Linked DNA regions of Macaca mulatta: region 2 is linked to region 1. Evidence: chromatin contacts called from public Hi-C data. All regions are on one chromosome and are shown on one strand. The core of a region is the stretch at or near the end of the contact, and the rest is flanking DNA. Distances in the headings are between cores, read along the strand shown.

Region 1 (6,961 bases), core at 3,238-5,737:
ACCCTGTCTCTACTAAAAATACAAAAATTTGTCAGGTGTGGTGGCGGATGCCTGTAATCCCAGCTACTCAGGAGGCTGAGGCGGGAGAATACCAGGCTAGCCTGGAATTCCTGGTCTCAAGTAATCCTCCTGCCTTGGACTCCCAAAGTGCTGGAATTAACAGGCATGAGCCACTGCGCCTAGCTGCCAAATCTTAGAATGAGGCCTAGTGAGTGAGGAGTAAACTCTGACCTTTTTTCTTTCTTGTCCAAATTCCTATCTATAGAACTTGGGGAGTCATGTCCTACAAGTCATAAAAATCTCATCAGATGGGTTTTGTTTAAGCCTATATAACCCAGCTTACTTTCCAACTTGACTGGCATAACATTGACAGATAAAGAAGGAAATTAAAATATTTTTTCCCAAAATATGTTTCTTTGTTATATTTTGAAATGGTCCTTCAAAACCGTCTCTTATGGGGGGAAATCTACATCTGTAAAGAAGCTGGCCGGTGGCTCACACCTGTAATCCCAGCACTTTGGGAGTCCGAGGCGGGCAGATCACCTGAGGTCTGGAGTTCCAGACCAGCCTGGTCAACACGGTGAAACCCTTTCTCTATTAAAAATACAAAAATTAGCTGGGCATGGTGGCGCATGCCTATAATCCCAGCTACTTGGGAGGCCAAGGCAGGAGAATTACGTGAACCCAGGAGGCAGAGGTTGCACTGAGCCGAGATGGCACCACTGCACTTTAGCCTGGGTGATAGAGTGAGACTCCATCTCATAAATAAATAAATACATAAATAGAATCTCTATTGCAATAAGTAGATCTTTCCCCTGGCAGGCCATCCCCATCCTGAAGAGATTAACTGAGAATCCAATACTTGCTCTGTCACCCACGCTGGAGTACAGTGGCATGGCATGTGATCTCAGCTCACTGCAACCTCTCCGTCCCGGGTTCAAGCAATTCTCCTGCCTCAGCCTCCCAAGTAGCTGGGACTACAGGCGTCTGTCACCATGCCTGGCTAATTTTTGTCTTTATAGTAGAGATTGGGTTTCACCGTGTTGGCCAGGCCAGTCTTGAACTCCTGACCTCAGGTGATCTGCCCACCTTGGCCCCTCAAAATGCTGGATTACAGGTGCGAGCCACTGTGTCTAGCGTAAATTTTTTTTTTTGAGACAGGGTCTTGCACTGTTGCCCAGACTGGCATGCAGTGGCATGATGTGGGCTCACTGCAACCTCTGCCTCCTGGGCTGAAACAATCCACAGCTTCAGCCTCCCAAAGTGTTGGGATTACAGGTATGAGCCACTACACCCAGCTTCTAGTACTTTTGAGTGGCCACCTATGAGACTTCATACTAACCCTGGTGTCCACAACCACTTATCTTGATAGACACTTTTCTATAGATTCTAGGTCTTTAGATAGTAACTTAACTCTTTCAACCAATAGCAATCAGAAAATCTTTTTTTTTTTTTTTTTGAGACGGAGTCTCGCTCTGTCACCCAGGCTGGAGTGCAGTGGCCGGATTTCAGCTCACTGCAAGCTCCACCTCCCGGGTTCACGCCATTCTCCTGCCTCAGCCTCCGGAGTAGCTGGGACTACAGGCGCCCGCCACCTCGCCCGGCTAGTTTTTTGTATTTTTTAGTAGAGACGGGGTTTCACCGGGTTAGCCAGGATGGTCTCGATCTCCTGACCTTGTGATCCGCCCGTCTCGGCCTCCCAAAGTGCTGGGATTACAGGCTTGAGCCACCGCGCCCGGCCAGAAAATCTTTTTTGTTGTTGTTTTTTTTTGTTTTGAGACAGTCTCACCGAATCACCCAGGCTGGAATTCAGTGGTACGATCTCAGGTCCCTGCAACCTTGGCCTCTTGAGTTTAAGCGATTCTCCTGCCTCAGCCTCCTGAGTAGTTGGGATTACAGGTGCGCATCACCATTCCTGGCTAATGTTTGTATTTTTAGTAGAGACGGGGTTTCACCATGTTAACCAAGCTGGTCTCAAACTCCTGACTTCAAGTGCCTCGGCCTCCCAAAGTGTTGGGATTACAGGCGTAAGGCACCATGCCCGCCCCAATCAGAAAATCTTAGAGTCCACCTATGACCTGAACCCTCCACTCTGAGTTGCCTCACCTTTCTGTACAGAACCAATGTATACCTTACATGTATTGATCGATGTCTTATGTCTCCCTAAAACCAAGCTATAGCCCCACCATCTGGGGCACATGTTCTCAGGAACTCTTGAGACTGTGCCTCAGGCCATAGTCACTCATATTTGGCTCAGAATAAACTTCTTTAAATATTTTGTTAGAGGAACCCCTGCTTTCCAGGCCTCTGGTTTAATAAAACATGACTCAAGTGACTCCATCTTAAACTAGTTAGGCACTTACAAGGCTCCTATAAAATTAATGCTTATGGTCTAAAAACAGCCACATTCTAAGCTTGCCACCAATTATAATAACAGAATATTTATGGCCATACAGGACATCTCCCACCAATCCTGCAGAATGTCCAGATGCTCTAAAGAGCAGCCAACTTTACTTAAAGATGATGTTAATGAGCAAGCATAGGTTGAAAGATTAATGGTCTCTGAAAGCACAATAGCCCCACCTTTAGTGAGCACATCTGCGCATTCCAAGTTTAATTACAGCTCTTTATAGTTTCTCATAAGTAGAGACAGTAACAAAGGACCGTGTGTTCCTCCGCCTCCTTTCTGAGGTTGCTCCGCTCTTCAACGGAGTAGTTTCCAATAAACTTCCTTCCTTCATTGTGCTCTGTGATTCACCTCAAATTATTTCCCGCACAAGATCCAAGAACCTGCTCTTTGGGTCTGGATCAAGACTCTGTTTTTACCGGTAACAATTTTACAGAGTTTGACTCTTTGTTGACAGGAGTCAGAGATTTTTTTTGTTGCTGTTCTTTTGCTTGGAGAAGGGTCTTGCTCTGTCACTAGGCTGAATGAAGTGCAATCGTGCAATCACAGCTCTCTGCAGCCTCAGCTTCCCAGGGCCCACATGATTTTCCCACCTCAGCCTCCTGCGCAACTGGACCACAGGCTGCACCACCAGAATGGAATCAGAGATCTTACAATGACCTCCACAGTGAAAAGCTATGCATAAACTTCAAAAAGTGGTTTTAGGCTGGGCGCGGTGGCTCATTCCTTGGGAGGCCAAGGTGGACAGATCGCTTGAGCCCAGGAGTTCGAGCCCAGCCTGGGCAACTTGGTGGGTTCTCTCTCTCTCTCTCCTCTCACTCTTTTTTTTTTTTTTTTTTTTTTTTTGAGACAGAGTCTCACTTTGTCACTCAGGCTGAAGTGCAGTGGCAGGATCTTGGCTCAATGCAACGTCTGCCTCCTGGGTTCAAGCTATTCTTCTGCCTCAGCCTACCGAGTAGCTGAGCTGGGATTACAGTCATGCGCTACCACGCCAGGCTAATTTTGTATTTTTAGTAGAGACCGGGTTTCTCCATGTTGGTGAGGCTGGTCTTGAACTCCCCGCCTCAGGTGATCCACCCACCTTGGCCTCCCAAAGTGCTGGGATTATAGGCTTGAGCCACCGTGCCTGGCCTCTTTTTATTAAGGTGGTTTTAGTGAGGCAGGAGGCAATAATTGCCAGAGGTAGCAATGAGACTTAAAAGCAGGTTACCCAATCCATTTCGAGGCCCTGTTGTCTATGGGGTTTGTGGTAGGCAACAGCCGTCAGTTAAGAGAACTGCAGGCGGCCGGGCGCAGTGGCTCACGCCTGTAATCCCAACACTTTGGGAGGCCGAGGACGGCGGATAACCTGATGTTAGGAGTTCGACACCAGCCTGGTCAACATGGTGAAACTGTCTCTATTGTGCTTTCAGAGACTATTAAAAATACAAAAAATTAGCCGGGCGTGGTGGTGGACGCCTGTTAATCCCAGCTACTCTGGAGGTTGAGGCAGGACAAATGCTTGAACCCGGGAGGCGGAGGTTGCAGTGAGCCGAAATCTTGTCACTGCACCCCAACTTGAGCAACAAGAGCGAAACTCCGTCTCAAAAAAAAAAAAAAAAAAAAAAAAAAAAGGCTGCAGGGGGAGTAGGGAGCCAGATTTCATTTAAAGCAGGCAAAGGAGCATCTAGTATTCTAGTATTTGAGGGCATAGATTTCGCTAATGACAGAAATGAGGCTCAGAGATTACGTGACTTGATCAGAGTCACAGTGAGCATAGCGGAGGATGGAACCAATGCTTCTTCTCTCTACACCGAGGTACAGTGCTCCATTTATGGCTTTTATGTGACGTAACAACTAGCATACACAAGCAAATGAACCCCACACACCAACAATCAGAAAATCCCGAAGACCCGAGGATCTGGGCAAGATAGCCGTTACGCAAGCGCAGAACAATTCGCTGGCCGCGCAATGCCGCGTGGGTCTTGGTAGTTTCTTGGCTGGGCATGACCGGAAGGGAGGAGAGAAGGGCGCATGGCATGGCGGGAGATATAGTCCTTCCGGGAAGTCCCTCCTCCTTCGGAAGACTGGCGGCGCAGGCGCATACTGCTCTTCCTTAAGGGCGGGAGTCTCGGTTTGTGGTGGCTTTGCTGAGGCAGTTGTGCCCGCACTACCGTTAGAAGCTCAGTTTCCCGGAGGATGTAAGTCCCTTTGAGGCGAAATGGCTCGGGGCGAGAAAGGAGCAGACTTTGGCAATGGAAGGACCGCCGCGACCTCAGGCTGACCGTAGGGAGGGATCTTGAGGGCCCTCCGAGTCCCCTGGGTTTGCGCTTTCTTTCTTCGCAGCCGCCGTGCCTACCGCGAGGATGAGCTCGGCTTCGGTCACCGCTTTCGAGAAGGAGCATCTCTGGATGTATCTGCAGGCGCTCGGCTTCGAGCCAGGCCCGGCAACCATTGCCTGCGGAAAGATCGTGTCGCACACGCATCTCGGAGTGTAAGGAGGCCGGGGCTGTCGGGGCGAGGGAGCCTGAGCCGGGGGATCCCGGCCTTGCCCTTTTGTATACCCCGGAGGTTGATTAATCAGAATTGGTTGAGCGGTTACTCTGTGCCAGGCATTGACTCCAAAGTTCCTACTCCCAGTTGCTGCCAGCCTAGTAGCAGAGGCAGACAGTAAATAATGGAAGAGTGCCGGAAGCGATCTGTAGGCGAGTGCAAAGTCTGCAGATGGGCAGAGTGCAAAACTGGAGGGACAGCTTAATTCTGCCTAGGTGGTGGAGGGGTGGTCTGTGGAGTAGTGGGAGGGATGGCGGGTAGTAGTGGAAGAGCAGGGGAATCTTACGTACAAAATGCCTTTTGAACTCAAGGGAGCCTTTGAAGGTGGTTTAACTTTATAATTTTTAATTTTTGAATTAGTAAGGCATGCTGGAGTTAGCATAAAACAACGGAGAAGGTATTAAAAACTAATACCCTGGCCGGGCGCGGTGGCTCAAGCCTGTAATCCCAGCACTTTGGGAGGCCGAGACGGGCGGATCACGAGGTCAGGAGATCGAGACCATCCTGGCGAACACGGTGAAACCCCGTCTCTACTAAAAAATACAAAAAACTGGCCGGGCGCGGTGGCTCAAGCCTGTAATCCCAGCACTTTGGGAGGCCGAGACGGGTGGATCACGAGGTCAGGAGATCGAGACCATCCTGGCTAACACGGTGAAACCCCGTCTCTACTAAAAAATACAAAAAACTAGCCGGGTGAGTTGGCGGGCACCTGTAGTCCCAGCTACTCGGGAGGCTGAGGCAGGAGAATGGCATAAACCCGGGAGGCGGAGCTTGCAGTGAGCTGAGATCTGGCCACTGCACTCCAGCCTGGGCAACAGAGCGAGACTCCATCTCAAAAAAAAAAAAAAAAAAAAAAAAATACAAAAAACTAGACGGGCGTGGTGGCGGGCGCCTGTTGTCCCAGCTACTCGGGAGGCTGAGGCAGGAGAATGGCATGAACCCGGGAGGCGGAGCTTGCTGTGAACTGAGATCCGGCCACTGCACTCCAGCCTGGGCAACAGAGCGAGACTCCGTCTCAAAAAAAAAAAAAAAAAAAAAAAAAAACTAATACCCTTTTAATGAAAAGTATGGAAAGTAAAAGCCCCTTCCCTACTTTTTCCACTTCTGTTAAGGTTATGGATCTCTCCTAATAACCCACTGTAAATAACTCTGTTTTATTTCTATGTTTTATCAACTTTAGCCAGTATCTCTGTTTCATCATTCCCACTGTAGGCCAAGGGGAATTTGGGATAGATACATTGGCCATCTTCTATTCTCCTCAATCTGTTATATTTTTGTAAATTACATATTTTCAGTTCTTCTAGAGGCTTTTTTTTTTTTTTTTTTTTTTTAAACAGAGTCTCGCTCTGTCGCCCAGGCTGGAGTGCAGTGGCGCGATCTCGGCTCACTGCAACCTCCGCCTCCCGGGTTCAAGTGATTTCTGCCTTAGCCCCCTGAGTAGCTGGGACTACAGGCGCCCGCCACCATGTCCGGCTAATTTTTGTATTTTTAGTAGAGACATGAGTTTCACTACATTGGCCAGGCTGGTCTCGAACTTCTGACCTCATGATCCGCCGGCCTCGGCCTCCCAAAGTGCCAGGATTACAGGCTTGAGCCACCATGCCTGACTGTGGCTGTGGTTTTTTCCTTGTTTTTGTTTTTGTTTTTTTTTGAGTCGGAGTCTGGCTCTGTCGCCCAGGCTGGAGCGTAGTAGCACGATCTCGGCTCACTGCAACCTCCTCCTCCTGTGTTCAAGCGATTCTTGTGCCTCAGCCTCCGTACTAGCTGGGATTACAGGTGCCCGCCACTGCGCCCGGCTAATTTTTGTGTTTTTGGTAGAGACGGGGTTTCACCATGTTGGTCAAGCTGGTCTCAAACTCCTGACCTCAGGTGATCCACCCGCCTCGGCCTCCCAAAGTACTGGGATTACAGGCGTGAGGCACCGCACCCAGCGACCTCTATTTCTTGATTCATCAATCTCTTTTGATTCCTACCATAATTTCACAATGAACTGAGCTATTATAAGATTTCCTTCCTCCTCCT
Region 2 (6,961 bases), core at 2,465-4,964, 55 kb after region 1:
TTTTCTTTAGGCACCGTGAATAGCAAGTCCACATCCTAAGTTGAAAATATTTGAGAATCCTCTATGGGAGTCTTTGTAAATATTTTAAATACTGTTGTTTTCAATAAATATTTTATACTATCTGGCTCTGGAATTTCCTGTATAATATCAAAAAGAACTATGCCCCTGCAAACCTTAAGATGATCACATATAAAGGTATATTAATAACCTGATCAACACATTTGAGAGGTTCAGTGATTCAGGTAAACATGTTTTGTTACTTCCATTTTAATTACTAGATTTACTGTACGTAGTATTTTAAAATGAATTTTTAAAGTAATATCTATACTGTCACTTTTCTCATATGGAGTCTTTACACTAATGTATTGCCAATGGCCCTAATTAGGTACTTTTTATAAATTACACCTGAATAGCTTCTTACTCTTCATAAGTAGTGTCATCCACATCTGCTGCTAGAAAGGGTTTAATAAATATTAAATAATTTTATAAAGCCTTAGAAATTCTAAAGCCCTATCACTTATATATACTGTCCATACAAAGATAGCACCTCGGGTGTAAAATGAGAGGCTTAGAGTTGATCACAGGTCTCTTGGCTCTAAAATACTTAGCTTTCTTTTCAAACAATTCATAAGGCAGCTATTGCTGGAACTGGAATGGGACATTTTAGATCTGTTTGCCCATTTTACTACACATTGCCAATCCAAATTAGGAACCTCAAAATCCTTTCTTAAAAGTAGGTGATCCAAGAATCTGGTTCAGTATTATCCAATTTCCAGAGAAATGCAAATGGGAAAGTGATCTTGCCCAAAACGAGTGAAACCCTATTCCTTGAGGAAGGTCACTTAGCTTCCTGGGCTTCAGCTTACTCAGTATGTAAATTCAGAATTATATGAAGGAATAATACACATTTAAAAAGCTAAGACCCATCAGTGCTGATCTGTGCAAGTTATAAGAACAAAAAAATTGCCGTGTGCAGTGGCTTACGACTGTAATCTCAGCACTTTGGGAGGCTGAGATGGGCGGATCACTTGAGGTTAGTAGTTCGAGACCAGCCTGGCCAACGTGGTGAAACCCCCATCTCTACTAAAAAATACCAAAAATTAGCTGGGCGTGGTGGTGCATGCCTGTAGTCCCAGCTACTTGGGAGGCTGAGGCACGAAAATGGCTTGAACCTGGGAGGCGGAGGTTGCAGTGAGATCACGCCATTGCACTCCAGCCTGGGCAAAAGAGTGAGACTCGTCTCAAAGAAACAACAACAACAACAACAAAATAAAAAGCTATGACTCTTACGGTTAACTTTTCAATGGAAGTAATGGGGTGTAATGATGAGGAGAGTCAGTAGTCAGATTGCCTGGGTTTAGCTGTATGAGCTTAATAAGGTCATAGCAATTTGCTCATCTGTTAAAATAGCGATCAAAGTAACCTACCACATAGGTTGTGAGGATTCAGTAAGATAAATGCACACGTGCTTAAGAACACCTGACATTTAGTAAGGGATCAAATATTCAAATAGGTTTCACATCCAGTAAATTGGGGAAGAATGGCTCAGTAGATGGTAATGGTAGTTAACACAGGACGCTATGCGCGCTATGCGCTAGGCACCGTTCCTAAATACCATGTTGAATTTAATCCTTTTAAACATCCTTTCAAGTGGTGTTTTTTTTTTTTTTTTTTTTTTTTTTTGCTGTTTTTGAGATAGGGTCTTGCTTTGTCACCCAAGCTGGAGGGCAGTGACACAATTATACCTCACTGCAACCTCTACCTCCTGGACTCAAGCAATCCTCTTTTCTCAGCCTCCCAAGTAGCTAGGACTGTAGGCACCCACCACTATGCCTAGTTAATGAAAAAATTTTTTTTTTTGTAGAGACAGGGTCTCACTATGTTGCCCAGGCCGGTCTTGAACTCCTGGTCTCAGGTGATCCTCCCACTCAGCCTTCCAAAGTGCTAGAATTACAGGTGTGAGCCACCACACCTGGCTATAAAGTAGTATTCTGACCCACATTTTACCAATGAAGGAACAAGTGTAGTGAAATTAAGTACTTGCTCATGTTCACAGAGCTAGTAAGTGAAGGGACCAGAATACTAACTCAAGTGGTCTAGCTTGAGTCCATAGCATAAGCACTTCTACAGCTGTTACCAAACATCACTAAAATGCTGGGGGCTAAACTCACAGAATCAAATTTGCCAGTCAAGCAATACTTGTGCGCAGTCAGAATCTTTAGATTTACATATTAAGCACTTTCGAGTTATTTCAAATAAGGCCATGTTTTAAATTGCTAACACGTTTATTCAGGAATGAAGCCAAGAAGAATTTATAAATGCATTTTAATACCTTACTGATAAAATAGTAACATTCCATCTTTGCAATCTGATACGGAATACAGGAGATACTGGTAAAGGCTTTGATGTGCATATCTATTATAACCAGGTAATGAGAACACACACGAACCACCTACTTTAGTGTTACATCATACCAACTTCTCAGAAAGGCCAGCTTCAAAGCTCTACTGGGTAGCCGAGTAAATAGCGTCCAATGTTTAAAGACTGGGGAGCCGGGGAGAAAGATGAAAGGAGTAAGCAGCACACACTTCAAAGCCCACTTTTAAGCACACGACATTATGAATATTAAAAATAAAGGATGCAAACAAAAAAAGGCAATTCAGCATTTTCAGAAAGAGCATTTGGCAATATTCAACGCATAAGAAGACTGTGCTTGGGGCCATCCACTCTCTCCAGCTTCTCAAAGTGTTTCCGGGCATTGCGAATGTTGATCAGAGTGGCTGCAGAAGGGATCGACGGGTCTGACATGACCACCATCACGTACGTGTTTGAAGTGAAGATGTCGATGAAAGCAGCGAAGTTGGAATTCCTAACTTCCATGCTCTGGAAGGAAGCGGCCAATTTACTGCAGCTCAGCTTGAACTGTTTGATGATGTTGCTGATCTTCTCAAACCGGTGGACGTCGCGCTGCTCTTTGCACTGGTAGTGGGAAATAACCAAGAACGTAGCTCTTTCGAACAGGAGAACTTCATCGGCCTCAATGATTTGGGCAAAATTCCTGAGGTTCATCTCCAGCTGCTGAACGTTGGGAATCAGCTGGTAGACGATGCTGGACCAGGCTTTGTAGAGCGTCTCATCCCAGATGGACGTTCGAAAACAAGCACACTCCAGCGGGCGAGACAGACGCCTCAGGTCTTCCTCTCGCTCTTTAAAAATCAGGTCGCGCTGATCCTCCTGAACCAGATCCATTTTGTGCACCAGGCAGAAGATTTTGGCGTCGGGAGAGTTCTGGAGGATGGCCTCCAGACACGACTGGTAATAATGCATGTCCTTTTCCAGTTCGCGGCTCTCCACGTCAAACACGTAAATCAAAACTTCCACGTTACGGAAAATATTGTCTCGCTGGCTGGTGAAGTAATTTTCCATGAAGGTGTCCTGACCGCCACAGTCCCACAGGTTCAGCACCAGGTTCCCCAGGAATCGGACGTGGGAGTGCTCCACGTCAATGGTGGCCCCCAGGCGCCGGGTGTCGCGAGCAATATAATTGGCGAAGATAATCGACCTCATGCTGGTCTTCCCCGACCCGCTCTTCCCCATCAGCAGCACCTTTTTCTTCATGGCTGTATTTGGCATCACCCGCCGGGGCCGCCGCGGACTGGGCCTGAGGGCGCGGCCTACACGCAGCGCCGAGGGAGGGGTCCGGGGGCTGCCGGAGACTCGCAGGCGGTGCCTCGCTCCGCTCCGCCGCGCAGCTGGGCAGGCAGGAGAGGCGAGAGCGCGAACCCGGGGCTGGAGAGGCCGCAGCGGGGCTGGCTCTTCCTCAGAAGGGAGCGCCTGCGGCTGTCGGTAGCAACGGCTTGGGAGATGCGCTTGCCTTCCGGAGAGGGAACCGCTGCGTCCCCGCCACCACCCACTTCCGGCGGCGATCTCGCGAGAGCTCCGTCGCTCCGCCGCTCCTGCCCGACGAGCTTTGAAAAGCTGCTACTCTAATGAAACCCAACTCGGGCAGCGTGAGCCCTAAGATGGAAGGGAAGCCCAAGGACTGCGGTCTTTTGTTCTGTTGCAGCTGGGTTTGCGGTTGCTAGGGGTACGTGTATGGTTGGCAGGGGGAAATGCTGCCCTCTGGTGGCCAAAAAAAAGCCCCACCCACCACCACTACCGCAACTGGCTTTAGGAGCGAGGTGTGCTGGGCGGGTTTCCGCAGGGGCAGCCGACTGATGAAGTGGAGGGAAAGCCTAACTTCCCAGTCCGCTTAGGCCTCCCCAGGTTCCCTGGCCCAGTGAGTACAGGGGCAGGGCAGATGGAGAATGTGCAGATGCGGAAAGTGAGACTTAGACAAGTTAAGCGATTGCCCACCGCTGCGCAGCTAGACGATAGCGAGTCCCTCTTGAGAGACATCCTGGCTTCCAGTTGGTGCTTTTAATTCCTTTCTCACATCTGCTTTTCCCGTAATCTCAGAGTTTAGAATTTATAATTAGAATTCCAAAGCTCGAGGAAACGATAATATGGAATCCCATGCATTAGTTCCATCCTCACAGTAACCCTGTGAATTAATAACCCTATTTTCAAGTGAGGGAATCAAAGGTTAGAGAGGTTAAGTCACTTGACCAAGTTACACATATACTAAATGATGAAATGGAATTTGGTTTTAGTCTGACTGCAGTCTATTTGCCTAACAATAGGCCACCCTGTGCCCCTCTAAAAGCATAATGTGATTCTGCTCTTAGTCTTCAAGTAGATAAGAGAATCAGTGTCCTCCAGTATCGTTCATACAGAATGAATGAGAGTCATCAGGATACTGAAGCCTCTATATCTACCTTAAAGTCCTTTTTTTTTCTTTTGAGATGGAGTCTTGCTCTGTTGCCCAGGCTGGAGTGCAGTGGTATGATCTCAGCTCATTGCAACCTCCGCCTCCTGGGTTCAAGCGATTCTCCTGCCTCAGCCCCCCAAATAGCTGGGATTATGGGCACCTGCCACCACCCCCGGCTAATTTTTGTATTTTTAGTAGCGACGGGGTTTCACCATGTTGGCTAGGCTGGTCTTGAACTCCTGACCTTAAGCGAGCCACCTGCCTCGGCCTCCCAAATTGCTGGGATTACAGGCATGAGCCACCGTGCCTGGCCTAAAGCCCTTTTCAAAGTGTATACTGTACTGTACAAATTCAGGTATTCCATTCTTTCATTTATTAAAAAAAATTCCTACTGTTAACATGTACAGTAGAAGTTCAAAAATGGCCTTTGCTGTAGTTTATGGAAATCATAGAGTGAAATTCCATAATACAATATAGTATGTGGAAAATCTCCTCTTAGTGTATTCAATTTCATCTCCTTGGTGATATCTCTTCTGGAGCCTTCTTATCTTTCACCACCATTCTGGGGTTTCCCTTCCCCATTCTTTCGAGTTGGGTATTCTTTTTCCTGATTTCACATCTTCTCATTTTTGGCTCATTTGGTGGAACACATGATCCAATAGCTTCCAGATAAAAAGTATGAGGAGAGTAAAAATTTCAAGACATTGGATGTCTGAAATTTTCTTTGTTTTTACCCTCACACTTGATTGGTTGGACATAATTTTTCCTTAGAGTCTTGGAGGCATTGCTCTGTTGCTCCATCATCTTTTAGCTGCCAGTAGTCTGATGCCTGCTTCTTGGTTTTGATCTATTCTTTCCTCTCTAAAAACATATTCAAAATTTCCTTATTCTAGTGTTCTGAAATTTAATGATAATTGGCATTGTTGAGCTCAAATTTGCATTGTGCTGGACCCTCCAATGTGTCTTTTAATTTGGAAACCATGCCATTGAATTCTGAACAATGTTCTTGAATTGTTTGATGATGTATTTCCTCTATTCTCTCATGTGAATATTCCTAAGGTCTGGATATCACATTTTATGGAGTCTCCTCTAATGTATTCTTTCTTTTCTTTCTTTTTTTTTTTTTTCTTGGAGACAGAATCTCACTCTGTTGCCCAGGCTAGAGTGTAGTGGCACGATCTTGGCTCACTGCAACCTCCACCTCCCGGGTTCAAGAGATTCTCCTGCCTCAGCCTCCCAAGTAGCTGGGACTACAGGCCTTCACCACCATGCCTGGCTAAGTTTTATACATTTTTTGTTTTTGTTTTTGTTTTGAGACGGAGTCTTGCTCAGTAGCCTAGACTGGAGTGCAGTGGCACTGTCTCGGCTTACTGCAATCTCCGCCTCCCAGGTTCAAGCCATTCTCCTGGCTCAGCCTCCCAAGTAACTGGGATTACAGAAGCCTGCCACTGCGCCTGGCTAATTTTTGAATTTTAATAGAAACGGGGTTTCACCACGTTGGCCAGGCTGGTCTCAAACTCCTGGTCTTAAGTGATCTGCCCGCCTCAGCTTCCCAAAGTGCTGATTACAGGCGTGTGCCACCGCGCCTGGCCTTCTTTTCTTTTTTAAAAAAATTTTAAAATTTATTTTTAGAGACAGGGTCTTTCTCTGTCAACCAGGCTGGAGTGCAGTGGTGAGATCATAGCTCACTGCAGCCTCCATCTCCTCGGCTCAAGGGATCCTCACATGCCAGCCTCCCAAGTAGGTAGGATTATAGGTGTGTGCCACTATGCCTATTTTTTTTTTTTTTTTTCCTGAGACGAAGTTTTGCTCTTGTTGCCCAGGCTCGAGTGCAATGGCATGATCTCAGCTCACCACAACCTCCGCCTGCTGGGTTCAAGCGATGCTTCTGCCTCAGCCACCCAAGTAGCTGGGATTACAGGTATGTGCCTCCTTGTCTGGCTAATTTTGTATTTTCAGTAGCGACGGGGTTTCTCCTTTCTCCATGTTGGTCAGGCTGGTCTTGAACTCCCGACCTCAGGTGATCCGCCTGCCTTGCCTCCCAAAGTGCTGGGATTACAGGCGTGAGCTACTGCACCTGCCCTGCCTAATTTTTAAGTATTTTTTGGGTAAACCTTTCTTATTTTCTATTTTTGTCTTTTTGTTCTACTT

What was found. Hi-C and Micro-C count contacts between places; a contact is called where the count stands out from the background.
Region 2: a contact with region 1 is called in a Hi-C map of fetal cortex germinal zone, with 3 times the contacts expected there. The contact joins the promoter of SAXO1 here to the promoter of HAUS6 in region 1. A contact is called at or near these places in 4 of 14 Hi-C or Micro-C datasets (CD4 T cells, blood, fetal cortex germinal zone and 1 more).

What each region holds. Positions count from the first base shown.
Region 1 is chr15:80,089,750-80,096,710 of T2T-MMU8v2.0, forward strand. HAUS6 (HAUS augmin like complex subunit 6) reads left to right here and starts at 4,488. Exons shown (of 17, transcript XM_028835138.2): 1 at 4,488-4,587. The coding sequence starts at 4,586.
Region 2 is chr15:80,145,102-80,152,062 of T2T-MMU8v2.0, forward strand. SAXO1 (stabilizer of axonemal microtubules 1) reads left to right here and starts at 3,715. Exons shown (of 5, transcript XM_077966040.1): 1 at 3,715-4,087; 2 at 6,634-6,731. RRAGA (Ras related GTP binding A) reads right to left here and starts at 4,024. Exons shown (of 1, transcript NM_001194800.2): 1 at 2,263-4,024. The coding sequence starts at 3,633. The coding sequence ends at 2,692.